2 separate regions of the Sus scrofa genome follow, and region 1 is linked to region 2. The links are chromatin contacts, called in public Hi-C maps. All regions are on one chromosome and are shown on one strand. Each heading gives the region's core, a stretch centred on a gene start, on an enhancer-like site or on the middle of the called end of the contact. The rest is flanking DNA. Distances are from core to core; before and after follow the strand shown.

Region 1 (3,617 bases), core at 470-2,969, 150 kb before region 2:
CACAAGTTCCCTGAGGCTAGAAAAATCAAATGGCTAGGATACCAGCTTGGAACTGGGAGGGGTACAAAATAATTAACATATCAATAGATAATTCTGCCACAAAAGTGGGTAAGTGATGAGAGACCTGGGCACTGGGTCCTGCGGGAGCTCAGAGAAGGGGTTCCTGACTCCTGCCCAAGAAGGAGAGCAGCCAGATGGAGTCCTGAAGACAGCAAGGAAAAGGGAATGGCCGGTATGAAGGCTAGAGCCAACGGGTGTTTGAGGGACTGAACATTGCCCTGTGAGAATAGCTAGGACTGAGGAGGTGGGGCTGGGTGATAAAGAGCCTCCTGAGTCCCAAGCCAAGGTTTAGAGTTCATTTTGACCAGGGGAAGCCACTGGAAGCTTTTTTTTTTTTTTTTTTTTTTTTTTTTTTTTTGTCTTTTTTAGGGCCACGCCCGAGACATATGAAAGTTCCCAGGCTAGGGGTGTTACCAGAGCTGTAGCTGCCGGCCTACGTCACAGCCACAGGAACGCCGGATCCTTAACCCATTGAGCGAGGCCAGGGATAGGACTTGCATCCTCATGGACACTAGTTGGGTTCATGACCGCTGAGCCATGATTGGGAACTCCCGCCACTGAAAGCTTTGAGTCAGGAAGTGACACAAGCAGATCTCTGGTTTAGAAACACTTGGTTTGCTAGTAGTAGAAAAGTGGATAGAGAGAGGGTAAAATTGAAGGCAGGGAAAGCAGTTGGCAGGAGTTGCAGAAATCCAGGCAAAGGAGAGAGGCTTCCTGGACCCTTGGCAGTGGTGGTGATGGGCAGAAGCTAATATCCATAGATAATGAGGAAGAAGAGACGGGACTTGGGGGGAAGATCTTCAAATGACTATGGGAGGGGGCGAATCCCTGAAATGGAGCAGAGCAGGATGGTTGTGTGAGGGTGCCAGGAAGGAAGAACATCCAGGGAGAGGAAGGAAGAATTAGGGGTACAATGGACGCCACCCCCCACCCCATCTCTGCATCCCGCGATTCCCAAACTTCCCACTAGATGGAGGACTGGTGCTGGGAGACCAGTCCGCCTCCCATCCTCTGCCCCTCAACCCCCGGTGGGATGGGCCTCCACTTGCGCCTCTCCAAACCCCGCATCGCTGAAGTCGCCAGAAGGGCGCATGTATTGGGGGCCAGCAGTTGCCCCCACTCCCCAGGAATGTGCCCTCAGTCTCTAGGGCACCCAGCAGTAGGGGCAACAGGCCAAAGACCTCTGCCCCAAGTGCCCCCGTGCCCGGCTTTGTGCCCGCGTATACAGGGGTGCTTGCATACTCGGGGCTGCCTCCACCGCTTCAGCCTCCAAGACAGCCTGGCTTCCACAGACAGATACGTCCTCAGCTTTAGAGGCCTCCCCGTCAATGGCGCCATTGTTACTCCCTGACGCTCTCTTCCCCGACCCCGCGCTGGAGGAGGAGGCTCCCGTTCCCCTCGCTTCTGTCCCGGCCGCCAGAAGAGGGGGCCAGCACCAGTCCCAGGCTGTTAGAGGCCAGGGATCCAGGCCTCTCTGGACCCTGGGGCCAGGATACAAGGTTGGCTCTGGGCGGAGCCAGATAGGAGGCGGGGCCTAGGGTGGAGTCAGGGAAAGGCCCCCGGGTGGTGGGTGTGGCCCAAGGCGAGCTAGGGGCGTGGCCGATGGGGGTGGGGTGGGGATTTCCCGAACCCGGTCGCATCCTCCCCTCACCCTCCGCACAGCCCTCCAGCCGCTCCACCCTCCGCCCCAGCCGCTGCGGTCGCCCGGGAGCCCCGCCCGCTCTGGCCCTCAGTCCAATAGCCAGACAGACCGACCGTCGGAAGGCTCCAGGCCCCACTTAACAAAGGTCTTTTCTCGGGAGGCCGCGCCCAGCTCCCTGGAACTGCCAGGCTTTGAGGAGCGGGAGGAGGAAGGCGGGCGTGGGGGATGGGGAGGGAATGCATTTATTGGGCCTGCACCTCCACCCCACCCCCCCGCCCCCCGCGATCCCAAGGGTGTCCGTTCTTTTCTGGATAGACAGCTGGAGGTTCTGGGGCTCAAGCCCCGAACAGGAGGAGCGGGTCAGACGCCTGCACCGCCACGAGGCCGGCGTTTCTTCCCCTCTGCGCTCAGGCCTGGAGCAGTCTCTAAAAATAGACCGAGGCGCGGGAACCTGCCTATCCCGGAGGGGGTCTGGGAGGCCTGAGTCACCCTGGCGGGAGGGCCTCCCCCGCTACCCCCCATCTCGGGAGCCGAGGACGCCTTGACGCCCGGCCGGGCATCGCTCCGATCCTGTTGGCGGGACTCTGCGCTCTTGGCGGTGCCTTGTCCCCCCTCCCAGGCCCGGGGAGCAGTCCAGGCGATGGCGGCCCAGGCCGGGTGAGCGGTAGCCGTCACAGCCGGGAAGGATTAGGAGGTTCTGGTCCTGATTTATTTCGTTGTTTTTGTGCGTCTGGCGGCAGCCCCCCCCCAATCCCCCGCCCGCGGGCGGGACGGTCACTGCTACACCTGCCCTTCTTCTCCCACCCAGGCCCATGGAGATGTTCTAGGCTTCTGGGTGGGGACCTGGGCTCAGAGCAGGAAAACTCCCTAATTTAGATCTTAGAGGTTTCGGAGTTAGCACCCCCAACAGAAAACAGTTCCAGAGAGAGGAAGAGGCCTATTATGACACAGCAGATTGCGCTGTAACAACCCTGGATTCAAATCACAGCTCTGATTCTTAGCAAGCCACTTCTTAGGGTCTGTTTCCTTACTGTGAAGTGCTCAAGTTGAGGAAGACAACTGTTCACCTGTAAAATGGGAGTAATGATAGGATTGTCCTGATGAATAAAATTCTTTTTTGATTTTTCTCTTTTCTTTGGCTGCTACCCATGGCATGTGGAAGTTCTCAGACTAGGGATCGACCTACACCACAGCTGGGGCAACCACTGTGTCAGGCCAGGGATCAAACCAGGACCCAGCCACTGCAGTTGGACTCTTAACCTACTGCACCACAGCAGGAATTCCTAAAATTCTTTTTTATTTTTATTTCATTTCATTTTTGGGGGGTCTTTTTGTCTTTTTAGGGCTGCATCCATGGCATATGGAGGTTCCCAGGCTAGGGGTCTAATCAGAGCTGTTGCTGCCAGCCTACGCCAGAGCCACAGCAATGCCAGATCCGAGCCATATCTGTGAACTACACCACAGCTCACGGCAATGCCAGATCCTTAACCCACTGAGCGAGGCCAGGGATTGAACCCACAACCTCATGGTTCCTAGTCGGATTCGTTTCTGCTGCACCAAGACAGGAACTCCATTAAAATTTTTTTTAAAAAGAAGCAATGGAGTTCTCATTGTGGTTCAGTGGGTTAAGAACATGACATAGCATCTGTGAGGATGTGAGTTCAGTCCCTGGCCTTGCTCAGTGGGTTAAGGATTGGGTGTTACCGCAAGCTGCAGCATGGGTCCCAGATGCGACTCAGATTTGGTGTTGCTATGGCTGTGGCATAGGCCTGCAGCTGCAGCTCCTATTCGACCCCTAGCCTGGGAACTTCCACATGCTGCAGGTGCGGCAGTAAAAAGAAAACATTTAAAAAATAAAAATAAAAAACAGCAGTGACATGTTGGGTGTTAAATATGGGTTCAGTCCTGCTCAGCA
Region 2 (3,844 bases), core at 36-2,535:
ATCAGTCTTGAGGGTGAGTCAGCAGGCGGGGCCAGCACCTTCCAAGTCCGGAATATGGAGACAGGCAGGACTGGGAGAAAGGGCAGTAGGCTGCCTTCTCCTGGGTCAACTTAAAATCCCACTGACCAAGGCTCTTCTCATTCAGTCTTGCTGGAGAGACTCAGGTTAGACCAAAGCAGGGACTTCCCAGAGGTTCAGAGAGTGGGGTGGGGTCTCTTTCCCAGATTCTACAAAGCCTCCCCCGGAAATGTCAATGTGTCAGCCTTGCTCCTGAGCCTTGCTGAGTTTGGGGGTTGACAAAGTGACCCACCCCTGGCTGTCTGGTGCCCACCTTGGATGGGGGGAAAAGGGGGTGGCACGCCGAGGCAGAAGTCCCAGAAGTCAGGGCAGCAGTCGGAGACGGTGCGGTTGCAGAAGAGGTCACAGTAACAGGTAGCACCCAGGTAGGGCAGGGCGCAGTCATCGGCACGGCCACGGCAGCACAGGTCCTGCTCCTGGCAGTACCGGCCACCCGCATCCCGGATGCCCCGCAGGTGCAGAGCCGGTGCAAGCTCCCGGCGCCCACGACCCCGCCGGGCACCCAGGGCCAACTCGCCAGCCAGCAGCAGCAGCAGCAGCAGCCCCAGTGGACATCGCCACATGGTGCCTCCTGGGCCCAGGGAGGGCAGAGGTCAGGGGTCAGAAGTGGTGGGCAGCAGGGATTCCCTGGCACCTCAGGGACTTGATCTCCCAGCTTCCTGGGGCCATGAGCCCAAGAGGGTCCAGCAGGGACCCTGATTTCTGCTTCCCCAGGCGGGACAGGGGAGAGAAGCCACAGTTTATCTGCCTTGGCTTACAGGGGGAAGGGGCTTGGGCAAGAAATAGAGCCCTTTCCCTGACCTGTCTGGGGACCTTCAAAGACAAGAGGTGGGGACTGTGGCATTTTGGTGCTTCCCACTCAACACACACGCTTTCACCCTAGGTCTCCCCCTGTCCTGAATCTCTGACCCCCCCCTCAGCTTCCATCCCTACAGGGGTTCCCTGACTTTGTATCCTCATGTGTCCCTCTCTCTCTGTGCCCCTCTGCCCCCCTCCACTCCCCCTTCCTGTCACCTGTCTGGGTCCCTCTGCCTGCCCCCTCCTTCTCTCTGTTCCTTCTGTCTACACCCTCTCCCCTCCAGGCAGGGGAACGTCCCTACCTGGTGAGGGGTGTGGGCTGAGCCCGGCTGCCTCACTTGCCTCCGCCTCCCGGCTCCAGCGACCGCCGGACACTCAAAGTCAAGTGAGGAGCGCGGGGCGGGACCGCTTTTTGTACCGCCCCGCCCCGCCCCGCCCCGCCCAGCGCGCAGCCCGGCCCCGCCCCGCGGCGGGAGGGAGGGGCCCCGACTCTTTCGCACCTGGAAGAGCCGGGTTAACTGCTCGGCTGGGACAAGCGAGGCGGACCATGAGCACGCGACTGACCTTGCTGGGTCTCCGGTGGAAACGGTTCCCGTAGGGGGCGGGACACCAACCCAAGCAGAAAGGACTGTGGCCTGGCCCCGGTAAAGACTGTGCAGTGGGCTTCGCCGTGGGGCCGAGGGGCACGTGCGAACAAGGGAGGATGGTGCACAGTGGAGCTCCGAGTTTGGGACCTAAGTTTGGGACATGATGGGGAGGCTGTGGGCGGCAAAAATCTCTAAGCCCGTCTGTGACCCCCTCAGATAACTGCGGCCAAGCACACCCCTCTTCACAGTGCCCCCAGGCTTGGAGCCGCCCCAAAGCCTCCGTTCCTAGGAATGATTGGAATCTGGAGGCGGATGGTTTAGGACCCTGGGAATGCCTTGGGCTGTTCATCCTCCCACAGGGGTGGGGTGGGGTTGGGGATGGGGGCTGCCTCCCAGTCCTGAGACCCCTCCTTGGGTCTGCCCAGCCCAGTCTTCCTGGCACCTTGCCAAACACTGTCCCCTCTATCAACCCCACCACCACCAGGGGCATCCTTCTTGGCACCTGTCCCCCTCCAGGGTCCAAAGGCAAGAGCCCTGCCAGCTGGCACCCCCTGCAGAGATCTCCCCCCTTCCTGCCCTGGGCATAAACTCTTCCTTTGCCCAGGCTGGCCTGAGCCTCGAACAATGGGGCTTCTGTCCCGCCAGGCCTGCCATCACCTTTTACCTCTCCATTGCGCAATCCCCTCTGTTCCAACAGGTTGGGTCCTGGCCAGAGGACTCTTAACAGCGGGAGAATGAAAGAGACTCCACCTGGGCAGATCCCCCAATCCAGGGCCTAAGCCTCACAGCCACCCCCCGGGGGCTGGGGTGGGGGGGAGCTTCAAGCTTCGGGGATTCCCTTTGCCCTCGATCTGACCTCTCTGTCTTGGGGCATCCTCAGCTGGCCAGCCCCCGGGGGATGGGCAGGACCAGGACAACAGGCATCTGTGACTGAGTTGACTGAGTTGCCCCCCTGCCAGGGGGTACTGGGCAGGGAGTCAACAAGAGAACCCTGCCCTGGGCGAGGGTGTGGAGGATGTAGGAGTGGTGTCCTGGGGCCCCACCATTGACGGGAACACTTGCAGGAGCTGGCCCACCTGCTCCTTGCAGGGACCCTGGGGACTGAGAGACACAGATGAGACACTGGGGCTCAGAAGAACAGACTTACCCAAGATCACAGGCTCCCTAGCTACCATCAGGCCCCCTACCTACCAGTACCAGGCTCCCTACCTACCACCTCTCCACTCCTTTACCCAGTTACGCTTAGTCACCCACTACATGTCACAATACCCTCCTGGTCTGGAAGTTCCTTTTCATGTCTAACCATTCATGTTACTACAGGTGGGTCCCTCGTCTTGGGAAGCGGACGGAGGCTGCCTTCAGAAGAGCTTGTGCCCAGAGAACCCATTTGTGTGAATCAGTTTCTGCATAGTTCGGGGGCTGGGGGTTAGGGGGTTGGCCCAGGGGGCATCTGGCCTTTCCTTGCCCCACATCACCCCCTGTAGGCTACCTGTGTGAGTCTGCATTGTGTATTTGAGTGTGAGGTGTTTCTGCTTGAGTGTGTCTGAGTCTGCTTGTCTCTGTTACCTGCCTGCAATGTGCCTACGTATCTGTCTGGATGTCACCTCTGTGTGGTCCTGGGTCTGCCTCTCTGTCATTAGTGTACTGTCTGCCTGTATTTGTGTACCTGTTGCCTGTGTGTCTGTGTGTATAGCTGTGTGACTGTTCCTGTCTCTATCTGTCTATCTACTGGGTGTCTGTCTTGCTAGGTGTCTGTGTATCTGTGTAGGTGTCTGTTTGTGTCTGTTCGGGGGTTTTAGCTGGCTGCCTGTCTGTCCGTGCAAGAACAGAAAGCAGAGCCAAAAGCATGGCTCCAAGGCCCCTTGTCATCACCACGTTTGGTGCAGAGCCTGTTCCAGTGGAATCTTGTGACTCACTGGGTTCCTCGGCCAAAGCAGAGAGGAAAAGGGCAGGGCTATGGGGGAGGGCCTGGAACCCCACTTTCCTTTTCAATGGCCCCTCTCCTTCCTGGTGACTCATTCTCTGTCTTTATTCTTGTCCAAGGGATATGGGCAGAGCAGCAGGTGAGGAAACAGCAGGCCTTACCCTTTGAGCCCTTTCGCCTCCTGGGAGGCAGGTAGCCTGGGACTCTGCAGTGACCCTGTCTTCCCTCTCATGTGGCCCTGGGCAGACACTGCCCCTCTCTGGGCCTTGGCTTCCCATCTGTACTCAGATGCTCCCTAGAGCCACTGTGATGCTCTTTTCTTTCTACAAAGGAAGGTGAAGCGAAAAAGGGGTAGTGATGTGCCCAAGGTCACACACAGCACAGAGGCCCAGGCCTCCTCTCCTCTGCCAGGGAGTCCAGCGCTCTCCCTCCCCTGCCTTCTCCAGCTGCTCTGGGT

Evidence for each region. A called contact is a pair of places that touch in the nucleus more often than the background predicts.
Region 1: a Hi-C map of embryonic fibroblasts shows a contact between it and region 2, with 4 times the contacts expected there. The contact joins the promoter of COL16A1 here to the promoter of TINAGL1 in region 2. A contact is called at or near these places in 3 of 47 Hi-C or Micro-C datasets (embryonic fibroblasts and omental adipose tissue).

Annotation. Positions count from the first base shown.
Region 1 is chr6:88,241,819-88,245,435 of Sscrofa11.1, reverse strand. COL16A1 (collagen alpha-1(XVI) chain) reads left to right here and starts at 1,719. Exons shown (of 73, transcript XM_021095778.1): 1 at 1,719-1,847.
Region 2 is chr6:88,093,091-88,096,934 of Sscrofa11.1, reverse strand. TINAGL1 (tubulointerstitial nephritis antigen-like) reads right to left here and starts at 1,285. Exons shown (of 12, transcript XM_005665158.3): 1 at 1,179-1,285; 2 at 332-649. The coding sequence starts at 641.